Regions from separate parts of the Pan troglodytes genome. Here region 1 is linked to region 2. A link is a contact called in public HiChIP or PLAC-seq data. All regions are on one chromosome and are shown on one strand. The core of a region is the stretch at or near the end of the contact, and the rest is flanking DNA. Distances in the headings are between cores, read along the strand shown. Region 1 holds the start of INPP5K (inositol polyphosphate-5-phosphatase K). Region 2 holds the start of BHLHA9 (basic helix-loop-helix family member a9).

Evidence for each region. HiChIP or PLAC-seq counts read pairs in DNA pulled down with a chosen protein or histone mark.
Region 1: a contact with region 2 is called in an H3K4me3 HiChIP or PLAC-seq map of stem cell-derived excitatory neurons, with 9 times the contacts expected there. The contact joins the promoter of INPP5K here to the promoter of BHLHA9 in region 2. A contact is called at or near these places in 1 of 7 Hi-C or Micro-C datasets (stem cell-derived neural progenitor cells), 1 of 1 datasets of contacts at active chromatin or transcription factors (stem cell-derived excitatory neurons) and 1 of 1 other capture datasets (stem cell-derived neural stem cells).

The regions. Positions count from the first base shown.
Region 1 is chr19:11,994,911-12,002,085 of NHGRI_mPanTro3-v2.0_pri, reverse strand. It overlaps INPP5K (inositol polyphosphate-5-phosphatase K), which reads left to right and starts at 4,338. Exons shown (of 12, transcript XM_511250.8): 1 at 4,338-5,056. The coding sequence starts at 5,013. PITPNA (phosphatidylinositol transfer protein alpha) reads left to right here. Exons shown (of 12, transcript XM_009431530.3): 12 at 941-3,493. It overlaps LOC104002745 (a long non-coding RNA gene), which reads right to left and starts at 4,544. Exons shown (of 2, transcript XR_001710675.3): 1 at 4,403-4,544; 2 at 3,390-3,764.
Region 2 is chr19:11,755,072-11,762,574 of NHGRI_mPanTro3-v2.0_pri, reverse strand. It overlaps BHLHA9 (basic helix-loop-helix family member a9), which reads right to left and starts at 5,721. Exons shown (of 1, transcript NM_001243846.1): 1 at 5,014-5,721. The coding sequence starts at 5,721. The coding sequence ends at 5,014.

The DNA of each region.
Region 1 (7,175 bases), core at 3,089-5,588, 240 kb before region 2:
TGATGGTTGCCACGCTCAATAGCTCTCCACTTCCACTAGGAGATTATGGCTATTGGGACATTTCAGGGACATTTTCCAAACCACCCAGATAGAGACAATGGACAGGGAGGGTGGTAAGTAGAGGGGGTGGTGGATATAGAAGGGGAGTTCATCTGCCGCGAATCACGCCTCCTGACTGGCAGCTTGATCCATCTCAAGTTGCAGCTGTCATGTTGGGCACTCCCTGGCCTTCCCACGCCAGCGCCAGCTCCCAAAAGCTGCCATTACCTGCCCTTCCCCCTTGGAAAACTTGCTGGCCAGACAGCTTTTGTTAGCACCCACTGTTGTCTGGTGCTTCATTTCCTTCTTTATACCCCCTGACCCCATACTAAGCTGCCCTCATCAGAGGTGGCATCTTTCAGATGCTGGGAGGGTGTTTCTGCCCAGGTGACAGGACCAGATTGGGGGCCCCTTGTTTCATGTTGTCACTTTTCCCCAAGCCCCTTCCTTCCGTTAGCTCTCGGTGCTGGTTTCCCAGTGCCCTGTACACCACCCGAGTCATGGGATTCCAGCAGCTCAAAGCAGTCTTAATCACTGAATGAAAAACCTGGCTCTGCTCCCAATTAGGCTCAGAGAGAAAATTATTTTTACAAATAAAAACGGGCCTCTAACACTAAGAGGGTAAGGAGGGCCAGGGTCTCACCAGGAGTGATGCCAGGCCCTGCTTACTCTCCCTGCCCCATGTTCCTAAAGCAGCTTCTGGGAGGCAGGAGGGTGGAATTAGGTGGACTGCTGGGATGCCAGCTTCTCAGTCACTGCTCTGGGCCTCAGTGCCCTCCCCCACTCCCTTCCCCACCCACCCACTGGCTTCCCTCCTCCTCTTGAAATTATCCATTCAGGATGATTTACAGTGTTTCTGTTTTCTCCTCTTACTTCCTTAATACTTTCATTTTTCTTCTAGTTTTGCAAGACAGTGGTCAACAGGAAGACCCAGCAGCTCCACCCTCCCAAGTGACAGGCCATTTTCGGACGCAGCCGTTCTGTGCCCACTCTTCAGGCAACTTTCGATTCCTTACTGTAGCTAATTCTAGATGCCCTTCAATATTGTGAACAAATAGACCGTCTGGTGTCACAGAGCCCGCGTGTGCAGGAGCCTGCTCCTCCGAGATACGTGGCGTGTAGGTTGCTGTAGTTACAGCGCCTCCGTCTCTCTCCATTGTGTTCCGACCCATTTCTGTGTGTTCCCCCGACCTTTATTTCCAAGTGACATTTTCAGTCTTTCAAATAGCTGCCTTTTGTGATGTGGTGATTTAAATGATTTAAGTTCATTTGTTCTCAACCTTGGGGTAAACTGAGGTATTCTGCTTCCTGGGAAGATCTTCGCAATTTTGAGTGCTCCTGTGGGGAGCGGGGATGAGCTAAAGATACAGTGTTTCCCTGCCCCCCACCGCTTCCACAAAATAGCAATGTGGTTTTGCAGCTCTGACTTCTGCTCCCAGTAACCCATCGTTAGGGCACTCTAGCACTATGGAGGTACCCAAGGCTCAGCCAGTCTCTATTTAAGAAAATTTAACAAATACGAGTAACCCTGTCCCAATCACTGAATCTCTAGTTACTACTCTTAGAAACACCTGTGGCTTCTTGGCCTTCCTGTTGCCCGCTCTGAATCTCTCTGCAGTCTACAAAATCGCCCCAGTCAACTCTCCACTTGGAGGGAATTGTCCAGTGTGGCCCCTAGAATTGAGTCACCCCCTAGATACCAACTGTCTGACCCTGAGGAGCTCTGTAAGTCCCTGCTCCTCCTCTTCCCTTTGGGGCTGGTGCTGCCACTCAGCAATAATCCTCTTTTCTCTGTGCTTTCTTAGGTCCCTGTCCTCTGTCTTTGAGGCTGGTTAGGACGCAAGAGTCCTGATCTTTCATGCTGCACAATATGAGCATGCAAAAAGCTTTTCCCAGCAGAACATGTTCCCTCGTCTGCAGTTGCCGGAAAGGAATTTGGGGATCAAGAACTTAGCTCGTCCTACCCCCATGTTGAGTTCTGCCCTGGAAAACCCAAAGCAAGTAGTGATCATAGTACAGAACCCGACCAAAGTAGGCTGGTGAGGAAGTCCAGGCTCCAGGGGAACAGACGCTGCCCAGTGTTCATAGCTTCCTGCAACTTGACAGAGCCTGAGTTTGTCTCTTAGTGGGAGAATCAGAGAGAGCTGTAGTGTCACCTGACATTCCCCAAACCTTGTGAAGCACGTTGGCCTAAGTGTGCTGTGATCCCAGCCCACGCTAGCCTGGGTGCATCTGCTAATGGGAGACCAAATCTTTGTCCGGGAAGCAAGAAGTGGGTGGGAGAATGTATCCTTCTGTTTTTGTCAGTTTGTTTGCCTTACTCATTTCTAAGTGCAATAAGGGAGTGTCTCACAGGATTGCACCTGTGACATCCTGATGGATGCTTCCCTGTGGCCCTCCTGGGGCAAGGGTGGACAGACTCAGACCCCCAGCATGGTTAGCGCTGACCTTCATTGAGGTCCCTTTGGAACCAGATGTCTTGTTACAGACACCTTCCTCTGTGTGAGTCTCCTCACCTTGAGGGGTCTTTAGTAATGCATCTGGGTAGCATCTCAACTGCTGGTAGCATTTATCTGACTTGGAAACTTGGAGAAGAGGCATTCCTACTGGAGAACAATGTCGGTGTTTTCCTATAAGCTCTGTGTTAGCTATTCATTATATTTGTGCTTAAAGATGTTCCTTCATTCATCAACTAGGGGAAGTCCAGATGCGGGTTATCTTGAAAGAAACAAACTGACGTTCTAGGCAGACAGTTGTCTATGTGGTCTGAGGGTCAGCAGCTGTTAGTCTCCCTCCTTTGGCTCTTGAGGCCCACACATATCACTTTAGCCCTAACAAGGGCTCCTCCCACCTCCACCTGTTGCCCCAGTTGAAAAGCATCCATTATGAGCTGAGGTCAGCCTGGAGCTGGAATTGCAGCCCACACAAACATAAAGGAGGATGTCCCTGGTCTGTTCCATCCCCACGGATGGTGTTGCTGCTGGGCAACAGTGTTGGCTTCTTTTAAGTACCCCCTTTCCTCCTCACCCACCTCCAAACTGACTAGCACTCAGAGGGACTTACGATAAAGGTTCAGCTCCAGGGGTAGTACCTGAGTGTGTGCCATGCCCCTTCAGACCAGCTGCTTCCATCAGAATTCCAGGGTCACAGCCCTAACAGAAGCAGCAGTGCCTCTGTAGGAGGGGTGCTGGGCTCTGGCCTTCTCATGCAGAGAGGTCCGGGACAGGGTCAGTATTGTGGGCATGTGTATAGCTTCCCAAGTTCTTTTACAGTCCCTGCTGGGACTCCCTGACTGACTTTGGTTGGTTCCTAGTGCTACTTCTTTTACAAACTACACTTTGTAGAATTGATTAGATTACCTTGTTTATTTAATGTGAGTTTGTGCCTTTTTGTCTCAATCTTCCAATACAGGTATATTGAGAAAAAAAGCAGTCTAATAAAATCCTAGACAGAACTTTCTGGAGTCCAGTTTGGTGATGTCCATTTTCCAACTGTATGTATCCTCAAACTTGCACTGATAACCGCCATTTTACCAGGGCAGGATTAGGAAGAGGTACAAAGGTGTGTCTGAAAATTTTTGCACGTGGATTTCTGCATATAATAGTCCCGTGTCAGTTTACTTATGCAAACATTGCACATCTGAATTGTAATTTGGCCGTTTCCTACTGACAGGATGTCCTTTTGCTTTTGTCTGCCTCCTCTTCACATCTTCCTCTTTATCCACCCTACCAAACAAGCAAAACATTTATTTAAAGTAGTTTTAGGCCGGGCGCGGTGGCTCACACCTGAAATCGCAGCACTCTGGGAGGCCGAGGCGGGTGGATCACCTGAGGTCAGGAGTTCGAGACCAGCCTGACCAACATGGCGAAACCCCATCTCGGCTAATTATTATTATTATTTTTTTTTTTTTGAGACGAAGTCTCGCTCTGTCGCGCAGGCTGGGGTGCAGTGGCGCAATCTCGGCTCACTGCAGCCTCCACCTCCCGGGTTCAGGCGATTCTCCTGCCTCAGCCTCCCGAGTAGCTGGGATTAACAGGCGCCCGCCATCAAGCCCAGCTAACTTTTGTATTTTTAGCAGAGACGGGTTTTCACCATGTTCCCCAGGCTGGTCTTAAACTCCTGACCTCAAGTGAGCCGCCCGCCTCGGCCTCCCAAAGTGTTGGGATTACAGGCATTGAGTCACCGCGCCCCGGCCTACGTTTCATTTATTGACGGCTAATTCTGTAGGAGTCCAGGAATCCCCAAACGTCCCATATGCAATAGGTAATCCAATAAGTTTGGAGCAGAAAGCCGCCTGAAAGTGGGCGTGGAGAACGGAGGCGCTCCCGCAGTAGCGTAAGCGCCACGGGAATGGGGAGATTACCTGCAGCCGGGGGGCGGGGGAGACCGGATCCCAGGCAGGACAGTGGCTAGGCTGCGTGTCCCCACCCCCGACCCTCGTTTGACCCCTGGGTCTCTGGATGGCGGGGAGCCGGGGCGAAGACAGCACAAGGACGGAGCCCTCGGATCCCTCACGAGTGGGGCAGAGGCTGCGGCGGCGGCGAAGCGACAACTTCCGCCGGAAGACGGCCCATGGCGCGGCGCACGCTGGGAGCTGCGGACGGCGGGCGCGCGCTGGGCCGGGTCTAGTGGCGGCTGCACACCTCGCGTCGTCTGGGGCGGTGTTGCGCGAGCGCTGATGACAGGCCCGACACGCCCCTCTTACGTCCGCGAACCCGTCTTCGCTCAGCCTCTCGCAGCTTTGCGCTCGTGGGAGAGTCCCGCCTCCTTCTGCGAACCGCACCACCCAGCTCCCGGGGTGCGCGGAGGGCGCGTCTCTGACGGAAGCCGGGGCGGACGGTCGAAGTCCGGAAGAAAAACAGTCCGCGACAGCGAGGCGCGTGAGACCGGCCGCCCGCAGGGCTGCTCTGGCCGGGACCCGCTGGCCGGGAGACGCGAACCTGCCGGACCACCGCGCGGGGACGACGGCGGCCATGAGCTCGCGGAAGCTGAGCGGGCCGAAAGGCAGGAGGCTCAGGTGAGGGCACCCTGGCGGCAGAGGCAGGCCTGCTCGAGGGGATCGGCGCCCCTTGGGCTGCGGGCTGGGGGTGGACAAGGCACCAGACCTCCATGACTGCCTTTGGTTCAGGGGCGCTCCCGCCTTCTCCCACGCCTGTGTCAGGTGGGCTGTGTTGGGCCCGAGCCTCGCGCCCCCTCTAAGCCGAGGCCGCCAAGCTCGTTCCCACTGGGGCGCAGCAGGTGTCCCGGTTGCTTTCTGGAGAGGCCAGCCGTGTGGGGTTGTTTGAGGTTAAAGACATAACGAGGCCGTCACCCTTCGGCTCTCGGTTAGAAATCTTTTTCCTACTTTTCATCAGCACATACATCAGGAGGTCTGCCTGATCCCATGGTGAACCCCGGGAATCCGAAATCAGATTGAGATAAGATCCTTTAGGGAAGTGACTTAGCCTGGTCTCTTGCCTGCTCTTTCACGGGGAACAACGCTAATCGCCCACTTAGTCTAAGTCACGATGCTTGGATTTGCGGCTAATCGTCGGATTTGAGAGTGGGAACAAGAAATCCGGACTTTGGCTCTCCATCCTCTTAGAGTGAGTCTGGGAAAAGAAGTCTCTGAGTAAAAGGTCTTTGTTCCTTAAGCCTCTGTCGGACAGCAGGGGGAGATCGTAAACAAATGAAGGTCAAAATCTCAGGCCGAGTGCCTGGGAAGGTGGTTTCTGTATAGTGTTGTTTATGCTAACAGGGAGGGACAGGAAGTTGCTTTAAACTGGCCAAGAATTTCTTGAAGTGCTTTTGAGAACGTCGACCTCTAAGAACGGGGTCTGTTGAAGGAGAGATGTTTTGGCATTATCTGCCCTTTTCTCCCACCCGCCTGTACCCTCTGCCATTCCAGATCTCCAGCTGCTGCAGGTACTCCTCATCGTGTGCCTAGGACTCATGCTAGGCTGTTCCTGGTCTCTGCAGGGTCTGTAGCTCCTGCTTGCTCTGTGCTCCGCACAGTCTGAGGCTTCTTGAAGAGCTGCTGTGACTGACTGTTCCACTAAAGACATCTGTAGGTCTCTCTTTCCTGAGCCTCTGACTGGATCCAGTGTCATTGAGGCCCCTTATCTAGTTTTCTTGCTTCCCTAAGACTTGTAAGCTGAGGTGGAAAATGTTATCCAACTGATGACTTTTCCCGAGAGAGTAGTCTTTATTTTTCACGGAATACTACGCAGACATAGAGCATAGACTCTTAAGAGAGATGTCGAGAAACCTGTTACTTAAAAACTCCTTGGCCGGGCGCGGTGGCTCAGGCCTGTAATCCCAGCACTTTGGGAGGCTGAGGCGGGCGGATCACCTGAGAGATCAGGAGTTCAGGACCAGCCTGGCCAACATGGTGAAACCCCGTCTCTACTAAAAATACAAAAGTTAGCCAGATGTGGTGGCACACACCTGTAATCCCAGCTACTTGGGAGGTTGAGGCAGGAGAACTGCTGGAACCTGGGAGGCAGAGGCTGCGATGAGCCGAGATCATCCCAGTCCACTCCAGCCTGGGCAACAGAGTGAGACTCAGTCTCAAAAAAAAAAAAAAAAGTCTCGCTGAAGTGCTTGGCAAAATTGGCTTGCTCCAGGGATCTGCTAGGGAGGAGAGAGGAAGGGAATATGGTGGTGTTATCTCTTTTATTTTTTAAATTCCTCTGCCCTTGTAGTGCTGAGGCCTATCACAAGGTGAAATCCGAACCCCTAGGATCTTCCTGGTGGTCTTAGGAACACTTGGGGTGAGAAGTAGGGATCAGAAGTTGCTGACTGAGCCATAGATGATGACAGAGGGGTGTGGGTGGCTGGAGGAGCTGATGGAATTAATACATTCCTGGCAGTTCAGCCCCCTAACCCTTCGCTAGCCTGACCTGAAATTCTTGGGCTCCCTTTGGCAACTCTGCTATATCAGCAGCACCAGTGCTGCCAGGTGTGGGTGGCTGTGAGCCAGCATGGAGGACCCAGTCCAGGGGGGGATTTCTTGCTTCAGCAGAGAAAGGTGAGGACAGACAGCTGATGGTTCAGTATCCCCATTCCCTCCACCAGCACAGAAACCCACATTTCCCATCATGAGTGTGGCAGATTGCAGTGACATGAGCAGGCCTAGACCCCGTGCACTATCTTTT
Region 2 (7,503 bases), core at 4,472-6,971:
CACACACATTCACACACCCTCACACAGTCACCCCCCCACACACACACTCACACTCTCATACACTCACCCCCCCACACACACTCTCACCCCCACACACATTCACACCCTCACACAGTCACCCCCCACATTCACACACCCTCACACTCACACTTGCACACTCATTCACACACACTCACCCCCACATTCACACACCCTCACACACTCGCACACTCATTCACACACTCACACACCCCACACATTCACACACCCTCACAGTCACCCTCACACACCCACACTCACACTCACACACTCATTCACACACACACCCCCGCACACATTCACACACCCTCAGTCACCCCCACACACACACTCTCACACACTCACACACATACACTCACCCCCCACACACTCACTCACACTCACCCCCCACACATTCACACACCCTCACACACACTCGCATACTCATTCACACACACCCCCACACATTCACACACCCTCACACACTCACCCCACACATTCACACACCCTCACACAAGTCACCCCCACACACACTCACTCACACTCGCACACTCATTCACACACACCCCCACACACATTCACACACCCTCACACTCAGTCACCCACACACACACACTCACACACATACACTCACCCCCCACACTCTCACACTCACACCCCCCACACATTCACACACCCTCACACACACTCGCATACTCATTCACACACACTCACCCCACATATTCACACACCCTCACACACACACTCTTACCCCCACACACATTCACACACCCTCACTCACAACACACACATTCTCACCCCCACACACATTCACACACTCTCACACTCGCACCCTCATTCACACACACACACGCACGTACTTTTGTAAAGTGCGATAAACATTGACGTAATCATGCGCCCATCAGCAAGCACCCCGGAATTTCACATCCAGGGAGGTGGGTCCACTTGAAGGAACCCACTGGGGATGCGTCTCCTTTCTGTCCCTGCTCAAAACACATCCCTACTCCTCTTGGGAGTTTTCCTAAGGAGACTAATCTTTCACTTTTTTTTTTTTTTGGACACCAAATCTCACTCTGTTGCCCAGGCTGGAGTGCAGTGGTGCTATCTCGGCTCACTGTAACCTCCGCCTTCCGGGTTTCAGGTGATTCTGCTGCCTCAGCCTCCTCCCAAGTAGCTGGGATTACAGGCTCCTGCCACCATGCCTGGCTAATTTTTGTTTGTTTAGTGGAGACGGGGTTTCGCCATGTTGGCTGGGCCTAATTTTTCACCTTTTAAAATAACAATGATGAAGACTCTAATGAAAATTAGGCTGGGTGCAGTGGCTCATGCCTGTAATCCCAGCACTTTGGGAGGCTGAGGCGGGCGGATCACGAGGTCGGGAGACCATCCTGGCTAACACAGTGAAACCCCGTCTCTACTAAAAATATGAAAAAAAATGATCCGGGCGTGGTGGCCGGCGCCTGTAGTCCCAGCTACTCGGGAGGCTGAGGCAGGAGAATGGCGTGAACCCGGGAGGCAGAGCTTGCAGTGAGCCAAGATCACGCCACTGCACTCCAGCTTGGGCGACAGAGCGAGACTCCATCTCAAAAAAAAAAAAAAAGAAAGAAAATTAAGGCCAGGCCCCTCATACCTGTAATGCCAGCACTTTGGGAGGCTAAGGCAGGAGGATCACTTGAGCCCCAGGTATTTGAGACCAGCCTGGGCAACATGGCAAAACCCCATCTTTACAAAAAATACAAAAATTAGCCGGCATGGTGGCACACGCCTGTATTCTCAGCTACTAGGAAGGCTGAGGTGGGAGGATCACCTGAGCCCAGGAGGTCAAGGCTACAGTGAGCCATGGCTTGGCGGCTCTGTCTTACACGTGCGTCTTTCCTTCCTGGCATTTTCCTTTCTCTATGCATTTCATGCCTATCATTGTGCCTTTTAAACAATATTTGGGCAAACCCATGTGATCTCAGTGGAAACCACCATTTTTTAATAATCATAAAATCTTTTCTTCACCACATATAAGTCATCTTGGAGAACGGATACGATCTTGGGAAGCAGACAGAAAAATCAAGCAAGGGTTCCAGAAAACCTCAACAGCACGTAACGGAGGCTACACAGGCCCAGGATCCCCTGCGGCATCCGAGAGATGAGGAAGCACCTGTTAGGTTGATACGTGTATAGATACCCATACAAATATCCACGCAGCCACACATCTATGTGAGCACACACAAAATATGTACATATCACAAACTCAGAATCGTAGGCAAACATACAGCACCCAAACACACAGCCCTGGAAAAACCATGCTAGCAGCCAATGTGTCCCGGACTTTACAGTTGATAAAACAGCTTCCCATGCATTCTCTCCTTGTAACAACCTTGTGAACGGAATATGTCTGAACAGCCTCCATTCAGTCAGCGTTTATGTGGGCCAAGCACTGTGCTAGTGCTTTAAATGCACTGTCCCATTTAGTCTCCAAAACAGCCTATGAAGTAAGTACTTATTCTAGCCCATTATACAGATGGGAACACCGAGGCTCAAAGCCGCCAGGTGATTGGCCCAAGATCACTCAGCTGGTCAGTGAGGAGCTGGAAGTCCAGAACTGTGACATCCCTCCCACTGAACTCATGGGGCTGCCGCGTCAGGATTCTGCCTGCAGGGGTGTCCTTGCTATTTCCAGGCTGAGAGTGTGACAGGATGGGGGAGAAGAACCTTTCTTTTTCTTTCTTTCTTTCTTTTTTTTTTTTTTTTTGAGAGAATCTCGCTCTTTTGGCCAGGCTGGAGTGCAGCGGCGTGATCTCGGCTCACTGCAACCTCTGCCTCCCGGGATCAAGCAATTCTTATGCCTCATCCTCCCGAGTAGCTGGGATTACAGGTGCATGCGCTACCACACCCAGCTAATTTTTGTATTTTTAGTAGAGATGGGGTTTCACCATGTTAGCCAGGCTGGTCTGGAACTCCTGACCTCAGGTGATCCACCTGCCTCTGGGCCTCCCACAGTGCTGAGATGACAGGCGCGAGCCACCACACCCGGCCCCCTTATTTCTTTCAGTTCTGGAATTTAGCAAAGTAGGACTTGCTGGTCCTTATAATGTGTTTCCAGAGGATAAATATCTGAGGCTGAAACATGGCTACAGCCTTGTCCAAGCTGGTTTCTCATAGGATCCTAATAGTACACAAACAGTGACAGCTTGTGAACACCTTCTGTTTGCCAGAAACGGTCCATTACGAACCACTTACAATCCTCACAGCCATCCTGGAATCATTATTCATGTCAGAGGGGAAGAACTAGAGGCTGAGAGAGGCGGCTGAGCAGGGGCTGGACCAGGGCAGGCCTGGCTCTTTCCTTTTCACTGGCAGCCCGTGGCACTGTGGGGCTCGGCGGGCAGGGCTGGGGCCAGCATCTCATGCGTTGCTGCTCCTGGCTAGACCCCACGTCCACTCTGAATAGAGTCAAAGCCTTCCCGTGGTCTGTGTCACAGCCTCCCTGTGCAATTGGGAACCCTAAGGGCTGTGGCTGGGGACAGGATGCTCAGCGTGCCAGCCAGGGCTGGGGTTTGCAGACAGCAGAGGCACTTTTAACTGTAGAGGTGAGCCTCACCCCACGTGCTCTGGGAAACTCTCCCTGGGTTTATGCCTAATGGCGTTTCTCTAGCTTCTGTGGGATCCGCACTCTGAGCTAGCTGTGGGGAACCCTTCCCTCTCCTGTTGGCAAGAGCCCAGCGCTCCCCCAGCACCTCTGGGCTCTGGCCCAGCAGGCAGCCCCTGCAACATTAGACCCTTAGCCTGAGCCGGGCCAGACACCAGCTCATCTCAGACGCAGGGCAGCTCTCTGGACAAAACTCTCGGGGCAGCTGGCTGTGTCTCTCACTAGCTCAGCAGGCTTGGCCTGAGGCCCCTCTGCCCTCACTCAACCCCCTCCCCAGAATCCTTCCTGGGTTCCAAGTCGGCCCCTCATTATGGGGGCCCTGGCCCACGGTTCCCTGGGAGCTCTTCCAAGCCTCTCGCTCGGGGTACATGCACGCAGGACTTACCGGCCCCCAATCCTAGCCCTGCCCTTGGCCTCCTTCCCTGAGACCTGGCCAGAGTCCCCCTTCACTGTGGCTGCTTCCAGGCAGCTCTGCAGGGAGGTCCAGAGACGGGGCTGACCACATCCTTAGACTCCCAGGCCCCGTGGCCCCTCTCCTGATCATATCCTCTTCCACCCCAGGGGACTCAGGGAGGAGGGGTCTCTGGATGTCTCTTTCCTCCCCTTGGGCTCCCACAGTGCTCAGCCACACCTGGGGTCTTGCCATGAATGAGTTCCCCCAGGCGCCTACCTATGGGCCTTAGGCCCCGCCCAGCATTCCAAGGAGAGCCCCCAGCCCTCAGGCGTTCCTGCCACCCTGGGCCACGGGGCCCACTGGAGTCGTGGTATCGGAGAGAAATGAGTTTTTCCTTTTATTTGGCTGCTGCCCCTGCCTGCCTCTCCCGGATCCTGCCTCTCCCGGATCAGGCTTGGGCAGCAGCGCAGGCAGGGAAGGGGACTCCGCACTCATGTGCCCACGAGACCACAGCAGGCCCCACCCGCATTCCCACGCTCCCACACCTCCTGCCTCAAAGCCCTCACTCTCCTAAAAGCATCGAGAACACACAGGGCTCGGAGGCGCAGGAGTGCGAAGGCGGCATTCCAAGACGAGTTCGAGTCCAAGATGAGTTCAGGATCCTGAGCCTTTCTGGCAACTGCCTCCCCAGGCTGGGATGTGGGGGCGCAGCCCCGGGCCCCGGAACTCCTTCTCTCTGCCCCAGGCTGGGATGTGGGGGCGCAGCCCCAGGACCCGGAGCTCCTTCTCTCTGCCCCAGGCTGGGATGTGGGGGCGCAACCCCGGGTCCCGGAGCTCCTTCTCTCTGGCGAGCTCCTTCTCTTCCACGCCAGGTCTCAGTCGGTCCAGTTCTGCTCTGTCCAAGACGCCTTTGCAGTCCCGGGTTTTATAGTCCAGCTGCCAGCCCGGCCTCCCTGCAGCCCAGCCGGTGCCTCGAGGCCGGTCAGGAGCGCGGATGGCCCATCCCGGGGGCGGATCGCAGGTAGCCCCGCGGCCAGGGAGGCGGCCCGGCAGAGGAAGCCCCCGGACAGCGGCGCCAGCTTCCCCCGGAGGCCTGTGCTAGGCCCGGCCCCTCGGCCACCGCACTGGGCCGTGCCAGGGGCGCGTTCGGGGGGCACGAGGCGCAGCGGGGCGCGGACGGCACCGTGGGGCGGGCGGCGTCTGGGCGCGCGAGGCTGGGCCCTGCAGGCGGCGGGGGGCTGGCGCCTGTGTCCCCGGTGTCCCCGCGCGCGGCCGGGCCGTGGCACTCCAGGTGTCCGCAGGGCCCGCGGGGCGCGGGGCTGGCGCGCAGGACCAGGGAGAGCGCGGCGATGCGGTGGATGGCCCTGCGCAGCGTGGCGATCTTGGAGAGCCTCTTGCCGCCCAGGTCGTGCCGCAGCGCCCGGCGCAGCGCGTTGAAGGCCTCGTTGTAGTCCAGGATGCGCTTGCGCTCCCGCACGTTGGCGGCCATGCGCCGCGCCTTGGACCGCACCGGCCGCGCGCGCCTCCTGCCCGCCGGCTCCTCCGCCTCGCCCCGGCTGCAGGAAGCGCCGTTCGCCCCCAGCACCCCCGAATCCCCCCCGGGCTCGGGGCAGGGGCCCCCCAAGTCCTCCGCAGAGCCCTCGGCCCCCTTCCGCGCCGTGAGGCCTAGTCCTGGCGCGCCCCGCAGCATGGCCTTCCCGGGCACTAGCCCTCTGCCGTCTGCCCTCTGCCCTCTGCCCTCTGCCCACTGCCCCGGCCCGGCTCGCGACGCGGACGGTCCCCGGCTCCTGGGGCTGGACACTCCCGAGACAGGCCCCTTCCAGCTGGGCTTTATGGCACCACGCGGCGCCCCGCCCTCCCGTCCATCTATCTCCCTCCTCCTGCTTTATTATCGGCCTCCAGGTAGGTCGGCGGGGGAGGAACCGAGAAGAAGGAAAGCAAGGAGGGAAGCTTGCAGGTTCTTGTAAGCGGGGATCAGACGGGCAGCCCGGCCACGCTGCCCCGGGGACCTTGCCCTGCCTAGCTCTGGGGCCGCTGTGGGGTGTCTGGGTTCCACATTCTTCCTCCCCATTCCCAGATAAGGTGCTAAGTTTGGCTTCTAGCAGGAGAGCTGATAGGAATAAATAGAGGCAGAGGGCCGGGCACTGGGGCTCACGCCTGTCATCCCAGCAGTTTGGGAGGCCGAGGCGGGCGGATCACTTGAGTTCAGGAGTTTGAGACCAGCCTGGCCAACAGAGTATATAAAACCCCGTCTACTAAAAACACAAAAATTAGCCGGGCGTGGTGGCAGGCGCCTGTAATCCCAGCTACTCGGGAGGCTGAGGCAGGAGAATGGCTTGAGCCCAGGAGCTGGAGGTTGCAGTGAGCCGAGATCGCACCACTGCACTCTAGCCTGGGAGACAGAACGAGACTCCGTCTCAGAAAAACAACAACAAAAACAACAACAAAACCTTGAAAGTTCTTGTCAAGTCCCGTGGGCAACCACAGAGATGTCATTGAAGAAAAGCATGAGTGTCCCGGCAGGACTCATATGGGAGGGGCAGGGCCCTGCAGGTAAGGCTGACCCAGAGCTTCCGGCTTTTTCAGCTATGGAGGGCGGCTGGCTGCAATTGGGGTTCGGGTTTTGGTTGGGCCTGACTCTCCCTCCACTGCCCTTTGACTCCCCTTCTGCAGGCAGAGCTGGGATGAGTCAGCAGCTGAGGGTGACGGGGAAGATCCCTTTGCAGCCCTGGGTCCACATCAGGGGCATCTTTGGGGTCCAGAGCTCTCGGGCAGCCCTATCTTGTGACACAGCCCTGCCAGGTTATGAACTCAATGAGCAGCCTCTGTCCTCTTCCCCCAGGGATTTGCATTTGAAAGAGGGTCTCAGAAAAAAGATAATGTTTATTCCCAAAGAAAGACCCCCAGTAGAATTTCCGGCATCCACAGCTGAGTTATTTGGAGCGCCTGAAGGCCAGTCATTCCCAGTCACAATCCAAATGCCTCTAAAATGCCAAGGCCTATGGCATTCGAATGGGTGTGTGGTTCACATCCATCTCGCCAAAAGAGCATTGCCAATAACCCCATTATTTCAAACTGTGAATTTCTCCATAAAAGAAAATAATAAGGCATTAGGAAGCAGAGTGTATGTATTTACTTCTGTGATTGTCTGCCTTGCCCACTAGGATGAAAGCATCCTAAGGACATCTGTATTTCCCAGGTTCTATGTCCCCCAAATCTGCAATATATGTCGAATTATAAAGCAGCTAGAGGCCGGGCGCAGTGGCTCACGCCTGTAATCCCAGTACTTTGGGAGGCCGAGGTGGGTGGATCACTTGAGGTCAGGAGTTCAAGACCAGCCTGGCCAACACGGTGAAACCCCGTCTCTACTAAAATACAACAATTAGCTGGACGTGGTGGCGGGAGCCTGTAGTCCCAGCTACTTGGGAGGCTGAGGCAGGAGAATCGCTTGAACCAGGGAGGCGGAGGTTGC